2 separate regions of the Rattus norvegicus genome follow, and region 2 is linked to region 1. A link is a contact called in public Hi-C data. All regions are on one chromosome and are shown on one strand. The core of a region is the stretch at or near the end of the contact, and the rest is flanking DNA. Distances in the headings are between cores, read along the strand shown.

The links. Hi-C and Micro-C count contacts between places; a contact is called where the count stands out from the background.
Region 2: a contact with region 1 is called in a Hi-C map of liver, with 4 times the contacts expected there. The contact joins the promoter of Blcap here to the promoter of Rbl1 in region 1. A contact is called at or near these places in 3 of 12 Hi-C or Micro-C datasets (Schwann cells, liver and mammary epithelial cells) and 1 of 1 datasets of contacts at active chromatin or transcription factors (oligodendrocytes).

Annotation. Positions count from the first base shown.
Region 1 is chr3:166,285,051-166,292,725 of GRCr8, reverse strand. Rbl1 (RB transcriptional corepressor like 1) reads left to right here and starts at 3,350. Exons shown (of 22, transcript NM_001191066.2): 1 at 3,350-3,581. The coding sequence starts at 3,426. LOC134486195 (a long non-coding RNA gene) reads right to left here and starts at 3,075. Exons shown (of 2, transcript XR_010065010.1): 1 at 2,769-3,075; 2 at 1-2,483.
Region 2 is chr3:166,648,023-166,655,697 of GRCr8, reverse strand. Blcap (BLCAP, apoptosis inducing factor) reads left to right here and starts at 2,869. Exons shown (of 2, transcript NM_133582.3): 1 at 2,869-2,948. Nnat (neuronatin) reads right to left here. Exons shown (of 3, transcript NM_053601.2): 3 at 6,853-7,675.

The DNA.
Region 1 (7,675 bases), core at 2,101-4,600:
TTTTTTTTTTTTCAGTCTTTGACTTGATTTCATGAACTGTTCCATTCTCAGGGTAGAAACAGACCTGTAGGGACAGAAAGATTCCATACTTAAAAAGTGAGAGAACGGGGCTGGAGAGATGGCTCAGTGGTTAAGAGCACTGACTGCTCTTCTAGAGGTCCTGAGTTCAAATCCCAGCAACCACATGGTGGCTCACAACCATCTGTAACGAAGTCTGATGCCCTCTTCTGGTGTGTCTGAAGACAGCTACAGTGTATTTATATATAATAAATAAAATCTTTAAAAAAAAAATGTGAGAGAACAAGCCAGGCCTGGCATCTTATGCCTGTGTTCCAGCAGTTGTGAATAGAGGTGAGAGAGCTGTCACTAGTGCAAGGTCACCCTGATCTGCTTAGCAAACTCTAGGCAAGGCAGAAATATACAGCAAGACTCTTCACAGAGACAGGGATGAAGTCTCTTTTGAAACCCAAAAATTTAAGGTGACTATGATTACAGAGCCTAACTGTGGACATAGTTTAGATTTCAAGTGGCCATAAAAAGCTGAATGACCCATTTTCCTTTTCCATTGTTTTGTGTGGAATCCCTTTCCCTTCAGGTAAATCTTTATTTTGTGGGTAATGCCACCAAGAGATGGCGTCAAGCATAGCAATGCTTCGTTTATTTATATTTGTTGGTTAAAATTCACAGGAAGAAGTACACACTCAGAGACAGAGGACTGCCATTTACTGAACTACCTCAGATGTTAGGAATATTAAAATTTCTACAACACAAAGTGAAATGTATGAGATAATCTTGAGATGATTTGCAGTAGACTATTCCAGTATTATTTTTAGAAAAACAGAATGGGGAGACTCAACCTCATTTCCCATTTGCATGTTCTTGTTTCTAAAGGCTTATCTGCTTATGTATTTTAGCCTATATGTGTCAGTGTTTTGCAGCATGTGTGTGTGTGTGTGGTCTGTGCTTGTGGCTGGTAACTGCTGAGGCCTGAAGAAGGTATCTGATCTTCTGGAACTGCTGTTATGAATGGCTGCCAGCTGGAATGCCAATGGTGGGAACTCAACCCACATCCTCTTAAAGAGCAGCAAGTGCTTGTTTATTACCTGCTAAGCCTTCTCTTCAGCTCCCATCCTTATTCCATTTCCAATGTCACTGGAACCTCTCACCATGCCTAACTCAGTCACTCCAGAATAGCTGGTACATTTGGTCCTGTCTGCTTTCTTTCCACCTTCCAGGCCTCTTTGGTCTGCTTCATGGGTGAGCAGGTCTGGCTTATCATTGAGCCAAGGCCATAAGAAAAAGATTTCTCAGAAGCACTTGGATTTCTACCACAGTGTGGTCTGTAAATGAAGAGAAAACTAGATTTCCACCAAAAGAGTCTCCAACTGTCATGCAGTGTCAGAATAATCAGGCTGCTTAGGGAGAATTTGCAGCCAGCATAATTTGAGTCCCACCAATCCTAATCACAGCCCAATGAAAACTCAAGAGTTGGCATGGAACTGAGTGATTGGGGTGAGGATATTTTACACAATTGAAGTTTTGGGGGTTTTTTTGGTTTTGTTTTTACTTTTTGAGACAGGTAGCCCATCCTATTTAAAATCTTTTAACTCCTTGTCCTGGATGACAACCTATGCTACTGGAGTACTCTGTAGCTATAGAAGGCTCATAGTCTTATGCACAGCCTTCCCCAGGGATGCGTGTGTGCGTGTGTGTGTGTGTGTGTGTGTGTGTGTGTGTGTGTGTGTGTGTGTGTGTGTGTGTAGGGAGCTGCAGCTTTTGTAGGTTGTCACCCCGGACAGAATAATGGGCATTTTGATGATGCAGACGCCTTTGAGTCATCCATGCTCTCCTTCTATGTGATCCCAGCAAACTAATTCTCTGTTTCACTAAAGCTTGATGAAGCCAGAGCTGTTTCTTTGGTCTGTTGTCATTTGTCTATCTGGGATTTAGAGAGGGTTACCTCTCCCTGTATGAGGACTCTTCCCTCAGCAATATACCTTTGTATTTTAATCCAAAGGTATGGCACCTTTTAGCATGTAAGATAACACTCTGCTATCTCCATACTTGGTAGTCTTTATCGTATACAGTTCATGAGGCCATAGCTGCAGTCAGTGGATTTTGTCCAAAACCAGATTGATCATCACTAACATGTTAAAATCTCTGCTTTGAGTAGATCATGAGGCTTTAGCAGGGCATAGGAATTTCTTCATAACTTGCCTTAACATCCCTGTTTTCTTCTCTAGTGACTCCGTCAACCAAACAAGGAGCGCTCTGTAATTTTTCAAACACACTGTTCTAAGAAGTCCTTACTGTGGAGAAATAATCTAAATTAGGGGAATACAGTGAAGACGAAAGGGACTATCTTACCATCCAACTCTTTTGGATGAGCGGATCAGTGAGCATGACCATTTCAGATAAAGTACAATGGAGACGATGAAACGGATGTTAGATGTCAGCTTTTAGATGTACTGCTCAGAAATGGCCTGAGAGGGTGACAATTAGACTTAAATGAAGAGCCAGGTATGCAAAGACATGCACAATAGCAGTTTCAGTTTCATACAGAGAAAAGCCTCCTCTGACTGAGAACCAGCTTGATATTCTCAAGGTTAAGAATTACCTGGTGCATCTGAGTGCTATATTTTTACGTATTTTAAAGACAAAAACTAATCTCTTGAAGGATTCTGAGTGGAAACAGTTTCTAGTTTACGCTTTTAAAAACCTTTCAGGTGAGCACGAAGAACATCTCTATTCCTGAAATGACTACTTACTGGGACAGTTCCCAGAATCCTGGGAGTGAGGCTGAGGGTGTTACCTCAAACCCTTTCCCCTGCATCCCTTTCTGGCGAGGTTTAGGAGCCTACGACGTGGCGCTTCTAAGGTGAAGGAGCCACTTTCGGTAGCTCCCGCCTCCCATCTCCATCAAGGGTCAAAGCTCAATGAGAGCGGGTTGGAGGCTCGCTGGGGAGCTGACAAACTAGGGTCTACAGGATAGTGTTATGGAGAAGGCTTCCCACTAGAGTGAAAGGACTCGCAGTCCCAAGTTACCCACACCACGGGACTCTCTGTGGAGAGCGCGGGGCGCGAGTTACAGTCCCGGCAGCCTCAGCACCGGCTCGGATCCTTCCGCTCCGCTCCCTCTCACGTCGGTCCCCGCGGCCCGGGGTCCCGCAGCTGCCCATTCAGGCAGGGTCCGAGCTAGATCTTTAGAGTCCGAGGTTCATCTTCTCCCATTTCCGGAGACGGGTTGCTGCGGGCCCCAGAGGAGAAAGGGACTTTTTGAGAAGAAAAGCGGAGGCAGACGATGAGGGGAAGGCGAGCTCAAGTAGGCGATTTTCGCGCGCTTTGTCGCGGGGGGTTGTGGGTAGCTCGCCGGGAGGGAAAAGAAAACCCCGAAGCCGGTCGCGCCGCCCGTCGGGCCGGAGGGGATGTTCGAGGACGAGCCCCACGCCGAGGGGGCGGCAGCCGTCGCCGCGGCCAGGGAGGCGCTGCAGGCCCTGTGCCAGGAGCTGAACCTGGACGAGGGGAGCGCCGCCGAAGCCCTGGACGACTTCACCGCCATCCGCGGCAACTACAGCCTAGAGGTGAGCGGCGGCAGGTGGGCGGCGGCCCCGACCCTCGCCAGGCCCCACCCCCGGCCCGCCCCCGCCCCAGCCTATCGGGTGGTGGGAGTTCCCCCACCTACGAGGGTCTCTGAGGAGTGCGGGGAGGGAAGGGTGGGTGTAACTCGGCCAACCCACCCATTTGTTTTGAGGCGGGAAACCGAAGCTCAGGAAGGGAGCTGCTGGTTCAGAGTCTTACGCTGCTCCCGGGTTCCCTAGGCTCCAGACTTTCAAACTTGATTTCTGCGCGCCGCCCAGCGCCCCAAACGGCACAGTGCTGCCGTTAAATCGATCAGACCCAACCCAGTGGTTAAGTGCATTGCTCATCGCTGCCCAGCCCTTTGATTAGGAAACCCCCCCCCCCCCGCTCTTTTGAAACACTATTGGATTCCCATTCCACAGAAGGAGAAAGTGGGGTCGTAAGAAGTTAATTTAGCGCGCAAGGTAACGCAGTTTGCCATGCTGCTTGGCTCAGCAGTATGAGCCATTTAACTTCCCCATTCTTTCCGCCTCATCGTGTGTAGCAATTAGTTCATTTGTACCACGCACTGTAGTTTGATCAAAGTCAGCACACACAAAAGCTCTTCTCAGCCCCATGTTCCTTTCTGCCAGGCCGTTACCCTGATGATCGATGGGGTGTCTGGCTCCGAATAAAAAAAATGGTGCTTGTTATCATTATTAGATATTCCCAGCAAAACACACACACAAAATTTGTCTTTACAGCAGGGCAGTTAACTACTACCTGTTTTCTTGGTGGTGTTACAGCTCAAGATCGTGTTTTTTTTTTTTTTTATAAATTTATTTTTTAAGATTTTATTTTATTGTATATGAGTACACTGTAACTGCCTTCAGATGCACCAGAAGAGGGCATCAGATCTCATTACAGATGGTTGTAAGCCACCATGTGGTTGCTGGGATTTGAACTCAGGACCTCAGGAAGAGCAGTCGGTGCTCTTAACCACTGAGCCATCTCTCCAGCCCCTCAAGATCGTTTTGTTGTTGTTTTATAGCGGATTAGAGTCACTCTAATACAGAAACCCAGATTGGTCATAAGTTTACATTAGAGTTGTGATGGCCTGTTTGTCGAATTCATGCCCATGGGTTCAGCAGATCAAGAATATTTGGGGGTGTTGGGGATTTAGCTCAGTGGTACAGCGCTTGCCTAGCAAGCGCAAGGCCCTGGGTTCGGTCCCCAGCTCCGAAAAAAAGAAAAGAAAAGAAAAAAAGAATATTTGGGAAAAATTACATTTATCCTGAGCATGAACAGACTTGTCCTTCCCCAATCAATATACTCTAGAGACGATCATAGGCTATGTGCAAATGCATTGCCATTTTAAATCAGGGACTTGAACATCCTTGGATTTTGGTATTTTCTGGAGTTCAGGAGCCATCCCCCAGGGGGTATCAAGACAGACTATTTCAGTATGTAACTGGGATGTAAAAAATCTTTCGTTATACACACGAGCAGGATTCACATATAGGATTCCTCTGACTCATAATGCTGGTAAAATAATTGCTAGGCATGGAATTGGAAATAGGGAGTGACTGTTGTACTTGTGTCTGTACTCATATGAGAGAAAAGTACCTGAGACTACTTACATGTTTTCAGGAAAAGGCAGAATGGACTTAGTAAAGGATAGTGGTCTGCAACAGAAGGTTCATAACTGGAAAACTGAGGGAATCTGAAATGGGAGAGCTGGAGAGTGGATAACGCATGCTTGCTGAGCGAGCATGAGGTGCAGTGGCAGTGCGGCCTGTAACCTGGGGGTTACAGGTAATAAGAAATGGAGGAGTAAAGACAGGCAAATCCCAAGGGTGCTCTGGCCTGCCAGTCTAGTTGAAATAGGCTAGACTCTCTCTTAAAAGGTTGAGATGATATATGAAGTCACTCAACGTCTAACTCTGGCAATCATCCATGCATACATGAATGGGTGAGTGCATGAACACACGTGCACATACATGCGCACATACACATATATGCTATACAAAAAAATAAGAAAGATTTAATAACATCTCAGTTGAAAATATATTGATTTTTTTTTTGACACCCCAGAAAAGCATTCTAGTCTCTCAGGCCTTATTTGGTCTTCTCAGATAAGCGTGATTGACTACAGTGTATGTCCAAGTCACTGAAATTAGACACTCGTTTCAAGTTCTTAAGCATGTTGAACCATGTTGAACTCAGTCCAAGTCTTGTGCTTTCTGCAGGTCACTCTGCCTGGACTATGTTCCTTCATCTGTGACTCCAGAGAAAGCTGCTGATCTAAATTCTAAATCCAAAGTTAGGCAGAGCTGATTGATGCTTAAATGTTTGCTTTAGAAAGCACTTCTATATGAATTGAGTTTTAGTTGTTGGTGAAAGGCACTTGGAATAAAGGCATCTTCCTCTCTCTCTCTCTGCTGCCCCCTAAGAATCCTCCCCACAGACTCCGCCCCCATCTAACTCACAGGGAGCCCTGCTGACATCTTCCCTTTACTCACTCTCCTAACTCACACTTTCTGGTGGTTTACTACTTAGCAGTTTTAAATCTTCTTTTGTGAAGTCTTTGTTGAATTCTAATCAAAGTCAATTACTACACTGTATTTCCTACGCTTTCGCTTCGATCTTAAAAACCTATGTTTTTACCAATTATAGAGAATAGTTTCTGTTTCTTTTCTTAGCTGTAGATTTGGAGATTTAGAGCTATCTTTGATTTTGTTGTTGTTTTAAGCACTCTACTAATGACATATATTTCCAACCCTGTCACAACGATTTTTTTAAAATAAAATTTTAATTTATAATGGGCACCCATGCCTTGGTGCATGTGTGGAGGTTGGAGGACAACTCCTGTTGAGTTGGTTCTCTCCTATGTTTACATGGGTTCCAGGGATCACATTGAGGGCTTCAGGCCCACACAGCAAGTGCCATCTCTCCAGCCCTGCATCTGTAATTCTTTCTGGTACTATAATTTTCCTCGAGATTATAATATAATTACATCACTCTCCCTGTCCCGTCACCCTCCAACCCCTCCCCTGTATTTCCCTTTGGTGCTTTCTCAGATTCATGGCTATTTTTCTTTTCTTTTTTTTTTTTAACATTTATTTATTTATTATATATAAGTCCACTGTAGCTGCCTTCAGACACACCAGAAGAGGGCATCAGATCTCATTACAGATGGTTGTGAGCCACCATGTGGTTGCTGGGAATCGAACTCAGGACCTCTGGAAGAGCAGTCAGTGCTCTTAACCACTGAGCCATCTCTCCAGCCCTGGCTATTTTTCTTTATTGTTGTTCCATATGTGTGTGTACGTCTATTGTGTATATTCTAAATAGATGAAAGCAGCCTGCTTGGTGCATATGTTTATGTTTTCTAGGCTGAGCATTTGATGCTGGAGAAGCAGTTGTTTGCGCTCTTTCTCCCTATCTCAGCATCCTTGATGCCTGTAGCTTTTCATCCAGGTTCTCCTTTCCACATTAGCACATCTACAGATGCCATCCTTTTTCAGGTCTTGTTTAGACAGCTATGTTGGTGTCTGCATCTGTAATTTTTAACCCTCAAACTTCCACTGTATTTCATCCAGTCATGAGGTGTTTTCAGTTTGAAGACATTTGAGGCCAAGAGCAGAATGTTAAGTGCTGAATTACCAATCATTACTTTTTTTAGAGCATATAAACTGAGATACATACAATGGTGGAGAACTATGTTTAATCGTTTAAAGATAATTTACTATGGGATAAATAATGCCCCAAATCTTTACCTCACAAAAAATGACATTGTCCTTCATATTGTAGATATTAATATTAGTAAGTTATTCTGTATCAATTTATTAACAATATATGTTATGTTACTGTGATACATTGCTTACTTTCATCTCTATTTTTTCTTTTCTCTGCCAAATTGGTTAAAAAGAAACATAAAACACAGAAAAGAATAAAAAACCATCAAGAATATGATGGGTGTTCTAAAACTGAGAAAGATGCCAGATGTGGCAAGCGCCTTTAATCCCAGCACTCAGGAGGCAAAGGGAGACAGATCTCTGTGAGTTTGAGGCCAGCCTGGTCTACTGAGTGAGTTCCAGGACAGCCAGGGACACAC
Region 2 (7,675 bases), core at 1,620-4,119, 360 kb before region 1:
TGTATAGATACAGAGCTTTTCGACATCCACTCTTGTTCTGAATACTGAATCGGAGACCTTATATTTACTAATAAACCTCAGACACTATAGCCGGGCAGGCTCTAGGCTATTCTAACCTGACCAAGCTGGCCTTAGACTACTTCTCAGCCTACTTTCCAGCCACACGGCCCGATACCTGCCCTCTTCATCTTGTCTTGGTGCTTCCTTCTCCATGTGCTCCCCAGTGCCAGCAACTCCCTGGTTCCCCACCTGAGGCTGTCTCCCTCTCTTTGGACCCTGAGGTCCCACCTTTCCCTTTCCTGTCCAGTTGTGGGCTGTTCCGCTCTTTATTTTAACCAATCAAGATGCTGCAATACAACGTTTCACAAAACACTGAGTCAGGAAATGCTTCCTAACCATGGCAATACCAAAGTCCAGACGGCTACTGGGTCTCTGGATACAGAAATCAGCATCTGAATGCACAATGCAGGAAAACGCTACTCAACAGGGTCTCTTAAAATATTCTTTTCCTATTTTTTTTTTCTAGGACCAGCTGGATGAGTGTTTCCCATGAGACCATCTACCTAAGCCGAGTCGTCTTCCTCTCCTGATCCCAAGAAGCCACTAATTTGATTGCTATCACCTCGGCTCAGTTTCGACAACTCTTGAGCTAGAGAAATGGAATCGTGCTGTTTGCACCGGGTTGGTTCCACCTCCTTTTAACCCATAGACTGTACATCAGACTAATCTGTAGTATTCTAGTGTGTAGTGTCCTCCTGGTTTGTTCCATTTACGCATAAAATACGTGTGTCCCTCAAAATTCAGAGGGGATTGGTTCCAAGGCCCTAAATATGAGGATGCTCAAGTCTTTCATAAAATGATGCAGTGTTCACAGGTACCCTACACACATCCTCCCACGGTTCACTGCTAAAACTGGTTTTGGACCCTGGGATAAGAGACCGGGGTGTGTATTTTATATATCAAAGCAGTCCTGGCCTCCAGGTTTTCCCAGCATCCCTCAGTCCCTTCTTGGCATACCCTGCCCCCAACCATGAACTTTCCAGCCCAAAGGCTCCTTCCTATATATGCCAGATATTTTTGCTCTTCCCACCTTGGTCTCCTCCCCCCTCCTTCCTTCTGTCTCTGTGTCCGCCCTTTCTCTCTTTCTCCCCCATGGTGTCTTTTCTGGGTTCCATCCTTAGGGCCAGTAAACTCACCAGAGAGTGAGTAGCTTTCCAATAATCCTGCCTTTCAAAGCATTCTAGTCTGGCTTGAATTGGCTCATTTCACCATCAGCAGAGAAATAACCTATCAAAAACCTGTAAGAGCTATAAAAAAAAAGCACTTATGGTTTTTAGGCAATGACAACAAAAGTACATATTCAGTATAGGTGCAAGTTCTTCCAAATGTTTTAGAGACATTTTTGAACGTCCCATGCAGAAGTTATGGCTACCAAGTGTCAAATGTATCCCAGTTGTTTCCGGGACAACTGAACTAGGGATTCACTCTTACATAGGACTCCAGACAGTCCATAAGACTGGAGGATCCAGGCACAGCACAGGGGTGTGTTGAGAACAAGGAGACGCTGAGAGTTTTTCTGGAATGCCAATCAGCACTGCCCAAGAACACTATTTGCCTCTGAATCCGTGCTCAACCCACTATTCATTTAACCAGAGCTCCCCGGCCCTCTGTTTTCTCCTGTTGTTAAGTGACAGAAGACCAGGTACAGGTACACTGATCCTTAAGGACTCATAAGCAATTAAACAAGAGTCACACAGTCAAATCTGTTTTCCACCCTGGCCAAGGGCTCACCACCTCTTCTTCATACCTATGACCTCAGCTTAGGTGTCAATGCCTGTGCCTCAATGTATGCTTCCCGCATCCAGTTTGATATGATCTCTTTTAGCTCCCTTAGTCACTACCTGTCCGAGTCACCGTGACTTTAGTGCCTGGAAGGACGTTCAGGTTGCTTAGCTGGTCTCCCATCCCGAACCTCACCTCCATGTCTTCTAACCCTGAAAGTTAATGGCCTTGGAACAAGATCCCTTCACTCACACAACACACAAACTCAATCTGCCCAAGAAGGCCCCAACCCTCACCCACTCCAAACACTAGGATTCCATTCCTTTAATTTGCCTCTTAGTGCCTTCCACGATGCCTAATTACGAATCACGATGCCTAGTTACGAATCACGTACTGGTACAAATAAAAGTGATTACCCAGCGGTAATGTCTCCTCTGTCCCCCAACACTCACTCGCACCTCTTGACTGAGAAAATTGGGGTCAGGAGTAGAAGTCTACCTCCTTAACCTCTAGCACTGCGCTTGCGCACAGTATGAGCTCAGGAACTTGGCTAAGAAACTAGTAAGTGACCACACTGACTCATCTAGACTTTTTAACAAGCCTGGGGCAAGCCATTTCATCACCCAGAAGGAACCACGTGCTTAGACCATGGTTGAAAGGGCCAGATCTGAGCCACGAGAAGTTTTCCCAGAGTGCACAAACCACTAGGTCTTAGAGATTCTGGGGAATCAGGTTCATCAGCGTAACTAAACCACGCTCGCCCGCTGAGCTCTTAAAGAGTAAGGATCACAATCTGCTGCATATGCATGAAGGAGACCATGGGCCAGAGGTTCGGGGCTGCCCAAACTGCGCCTGATCAAATATTCCACGGGCTTGAGGACCTCAGTGCCCTATAATTTTATTCAAGTCCATAAAAAGTTCCGAAAGGACATTTTGTGGCCGATATTGAGGCAAAAGTGCCTGAGAGTAGCCTCGCTTTGAGTCAGTTTGTCAGGCGTCCGCGGCGGACAGCCCAATTTTGGACGGGGTCCTTGGACCGCTTCACTAGAAGACGAAGGGGGCGTCTCCCCAGCTCCTGCGGCGTCGGTGGCGAGCTAAGGTGGAGGCCGGCAGCGGCAGCGACAGCGACGGCGACAGTGGCGGCGGTGCCATGGCGGGGCTCGCAGGTATCGTAGCGTCGCCCGCCTGGGCAGGGTGAGAGGCACTCGGCGCGGTTGCGCCGCCATGTTAGCCCTCCGGGGTCACCTTAGGCGCTGCTTGGCCTCTCGCCCGGGCTTTCCGCGCGGCCGGGTACGGACTCACCCTTGTCTGGCGTCAGGTGACCTCCCCTTTTCGCCCCAACCTGGGCCTTGGCGGGGAGGGGGAGTCCTTTCCCGTCCCTTGGGTGGGTTCCGGGGTTCCTAGCTGTCACTCTGGCCTCCAAGGTCAGCGCGCTCCCGGGACGGGGCTGGGAGGGGCGGGCGCGACCACCACCTCCTCTGTTCCGGACCTTGGCAAGAGGCTCAGCTTCTGGGAGGCCGGACACTCTTCCTCGCCTCTTCAGTTTCTCTCTCTCTCTCTCTCTCTCTCTCTCTCTCTCTCTCTCTCTCCCTCTCCCTCTCCCTCTCCCTCTCCCTCTCCCTCTCCCTCTCCCTCTCCCCCTCCCCCTCCCCCTCTCCCTCTCCCTCTCCCTCTCCCTCTCCCTCTCCCTCTCCCCCCCCCCCCAACCAAAGGAGTGTGGGGAGAAGGTAGAAGTGGGCCCCGAACGCTCTCTTTTGTGTCTGGAGTATTAGGGTGACCATCTGCTTCGGGTCCGGTGTGCTTCTCACTCTCAGCAACTTTTCGTCGAGTCTGGACACCGGTTCCCCCTCCAGTGTGTGGGGAGTGGCCCTCAAGGGCAGCAGAAGGAATGGAGTGCCTGTCACACTTGCCTTGGCCTGGAAAGGAAGAATGGGGGATGGGGACAGCTGATTTTTCCTCCCTCCTGCCAAACCACCTTTAATTCCTTCTAGGTCTCATGTCTCTTTTCACTTGGGAAACTGGGGCCTGTTCTAGTTTATAGGTTATTTCTGTTTATAGGTTCGGATCCTCTTTTGTCCCTTTCAGGGTACTGATGTATTGGGGACAGCTTCTCTGCCCTGCCTGACATGGTCCAATCATCCTGTCAGCCATCTGAACTGCACCACCGAAGCCAGGACCCAAAAAAAGTTCCATTTTATGCGCCCATGACGAGTGTTAGATCGAGCTTGCTTGTTTAACTCAAGATTCATTAATGGCATGAGTTCCTGTTTAAAGATGGGGTTTCTGGAACCTTGGTCAGTTTCCAGGAACCAGATCAATTCTCAATCTGAAAATGGTCATCTTAAAGTTGTGGCCAAAACAGTTTAACTTCTTACCTGTTATTTCCAAGGGGGAATGAGAGTTAGGCCGCCCTCTTTTCTTGTTCCCTTGGAAACACACGCATTCTGTTCAAGCTTGTCACTGTGTGATCTACCAAGAGCCCTGTATTGCCTTCCTCTCTGTCTTCTGGCTCTGGCTCTGCCTGGGAATGTTCAGGAATCTGTGTCCTGCTGTGCTATGAGCCCTGTGGAGGGAAGGGGACAGGATCATTTCCAGAGAAGATTGTGGTAACAATGTTTCTCTGGCATATGGAAGAAGTCAGTGGTCACCTGAAAAAAGAGACTTTGGTAAACTAGTATTGTGTGTGTGTGTGTGTGTGTGTGTGTACATTTAAATCTCCAGGGGAAGATTAACTGCCAGCTCAGAGTCTTCCTTTAGGGTGTTGGCTCCTGGAGCCATCCGAGTCTGAAAGTAGATATCTAGTAAGTAGCCAGCAGCAAGCCTGCTTCCTTCAAAGCCTCTGTGTAATTAAGCTATCTTTGGCCAGCCCCAGAGTCAAAGCCAAAAATCTTAATCCCTGTCCTGTCCCTCAAATACATTTCAGTCACAATTCAGTTACTCTACAGATAGACATACAAGTCTCCCAGAACCCACATCTCTCAAAGTTTTGGTCGTTAGTGACCTCCCTGCTGAGATTGGGCTAGGCAGGCGAGACTCAGCCTTCTCTGGCATCAGTGCCTGGGGTCTCATGTGGTGCTGTAAAGCTAGTCCACTTCCTCACAACCTGCCTGCTTTTGTTCCTCTTTGGAGGTAGCAACCTCTTTAGGAAAAGGGGATATTTAACTCTGTGTACTAAGGACTTTGCAATAAAAGAACACATCCCATTGCTTTGTGTGAGAACGAAATGTTTTAATATGTAGCTGTGGAAGCATTTAATAAATAAATAAGGTGTGCTTGGGTCAGACTTGTGGGTGTTACACAAAGAATGGGCATGAACACACGCCTGCCTTCTCTGGAGGGTTTAGTTTGCCATAGGAGCAGAAAGGTGTGGAGTGGGAGAAGAAAGTGGGTAGTGGACATTTCACATTCTCAGGGTCACCAGGGCACCCCCTACACTCACTGCTGGATGATAGATGGAAGAATAAAGATTTTACCAAAATCATCTGGAAAGCCCTGGGGTTACCAGTAGCCTCCTAGCTTGGGGATGGGGGAGACAAGATTTGTTATTTCCAGAGTAGCCAGACTCCTTCCTCCCTGGCTTGGCCTGCATTTGTGTACTCAGCTGGCATCTAATTTGGTCTGACACTAGAACATATGGAACAATACAGTGGTATCACCCACCCTCCCACCCCCACTCCAAATCTCCAAGAAAGTCAGCCTTCCTTTGAAACCTGTTGATATGTACTCAAGGTTCAATAAGTTTAGTATGACAAACCACAGAAATTTCTAGCCATAAAGGAAGTAGCCACTGACTGACTAACTGACTGACTGACTGACTGCAGATGAGTAATTATGGGGCAAAGGACCTGACCTACCTTCAGGTCTTAGCAGCAGCTGTATCCACCCTGCTGAGGAAGTCCGAGCCTCGAGCCTCGGAATGCCTGTCACATCCAAGGGCTGTGGAATCCTGGCTCTCTAATGTGTATGGGGTTCATCTGGACCTTAGGAGGGAACTAGAAGCAACCTGGCTGGATAGCCTAAGCTGACTTGATGGTTGGAAAAGCTAAGGCTACACCAAATTCTGTGCTACCTTCCTCCATAATTCCCCGGTGCTGAATGAAATTATAAGTATCATCAGAGGTGCCAGTGATTGGTTTGAAAATCAGGTTTTCTTGGGGGATCTGCAGGGTCAAGATTCAAGAACTTTGAGGTGCTTTATGCACCTGAGTGTTTGTGGTGTTACTACCAGGGCTAAGAAGTTTGAGGAAATAGCAGGAGAGACTGATGGCCTTCCAACTCATTCCTTTAGCATTGGCATAGGAGCAAGTATGCAGAGGCAGGGATGGGTAAGACCAGAAGTGAGACTTAACAGGTGGCAGGACCATTTGGTGAGGCAGTCAGTTGATACTTGTGAACAGCCCTGGCTAAGCAAGAAAGGGAACGAAGGGACCAGCCCACCCTCCCTGATGCAGTAGGAGGGAAAGGGGAAGCTATTGACCTGATAAGGTCCTTAAGGATGAACTGAGAAAATTAAGAGATGGGGGTGTCCACCTAGAGGGTTGGAAAAACCAGGCAGGATGGCCTGCCTTAGGGTGATCCTGGGGCCTGGAGCATTAAGCTGGGTGGAAGAGGGGCCAAGTCACATCTCATGCTCATTGTGCAGCCAGTGCCCCCTCTTCCTGCCCAGCATTCATTTCCTGGGGCTCCTGGGTGGAGATCTGTGGTATAGCTTTATATTTTAAATTAGCCCTCGTGGTCCTTAGTATTCCATTTAGAGGGCCACTCCCAGTTATCTTCTCGCCATCTTTCCCAGATAGGTAACCTACCATGGCACCTTATCTCAGCACCACCAAGTAAATGCACCCGTCATCTTGGGGGGAGGGGAAATGTCCCTTATTCTGGGACAAATGACTACCACTCTTCATTGGGAATGAAAATAGTCCTTTATCTCAGGACAGATTTAAATGGGGCAAATATGAGAGTCTGGGTTCATCTTGTCTTCTTGTCCCCTCCCCTCCTCCCCTTCCCAAGTGGTGTGCCCATCTTTAGAGATATGTGATGTCGCTGTCGCAAAAGAAGCCACAAAAGAACTTTTGGTGCACCCCCACTGCCCTGCAGGGTCCTAGGACACTACAAGACAGGAGAGGTCCGTTTTTTTATTTTTTGTGGAGGTGGTCCCTGTCTCCAGGAGCTTACAATCTAGCCGGGGAGACACAACTAATGCACACGTAAACTAGTACAATTAGCGACTACCACAATAGCAACCACAACTGCTGCGTGAGACCAGGGATAAGCAAGATCAGTGAAGGGCCGGGGGTCAGAGACGGTGTTTTGGTAAAGGTGGGATCCAATTACTGGTTGAATAGGTCCGAATCAAGTGACACATTTTTGGGGGGTGGGGCTTTGGAAGGCAGGGGAGAGGGGGAGTGAGGGAGCAAGGCAGGAATATGCGTGCCATAGGCAAGGGACAGCAAGAGGGCCCCACTAGTTTTCTTAACCCTCTTCCTCCACCACCCACACCCTCCACTCCCCCAGTGCTGCACGCAGTTGACACTTTCTCTTCTGCACCGAGATTCAGGGTTTCAGCTGGTGATGTCAGAATGTCCATTCTGCTGGTTGGTGGGGTGTTAGCTCTCCATGGTAGGATCTTGTGCGGCTGAGATGGTGCTGTTCCAACTTGGTCCAGATCAGAATGTGGTGCCTACGCCCATATCTCGAGGGTTGCTCCCCTCTTCCCCCATCCTCTCCCACCCGCCGGCCATGGGACAGGGGCAAAGGGGGGAGGGGGCTGGGAAAGGAACTGATGTCTTCATCATTGTCGGTGCTGCTTTTCTGGGGACCTACCGGCCCCTCACTGACCTTGGCAAGTGCTCCTCTGACGAGGGAGCACAGGGGACCCCCCATTCCTGCGCGG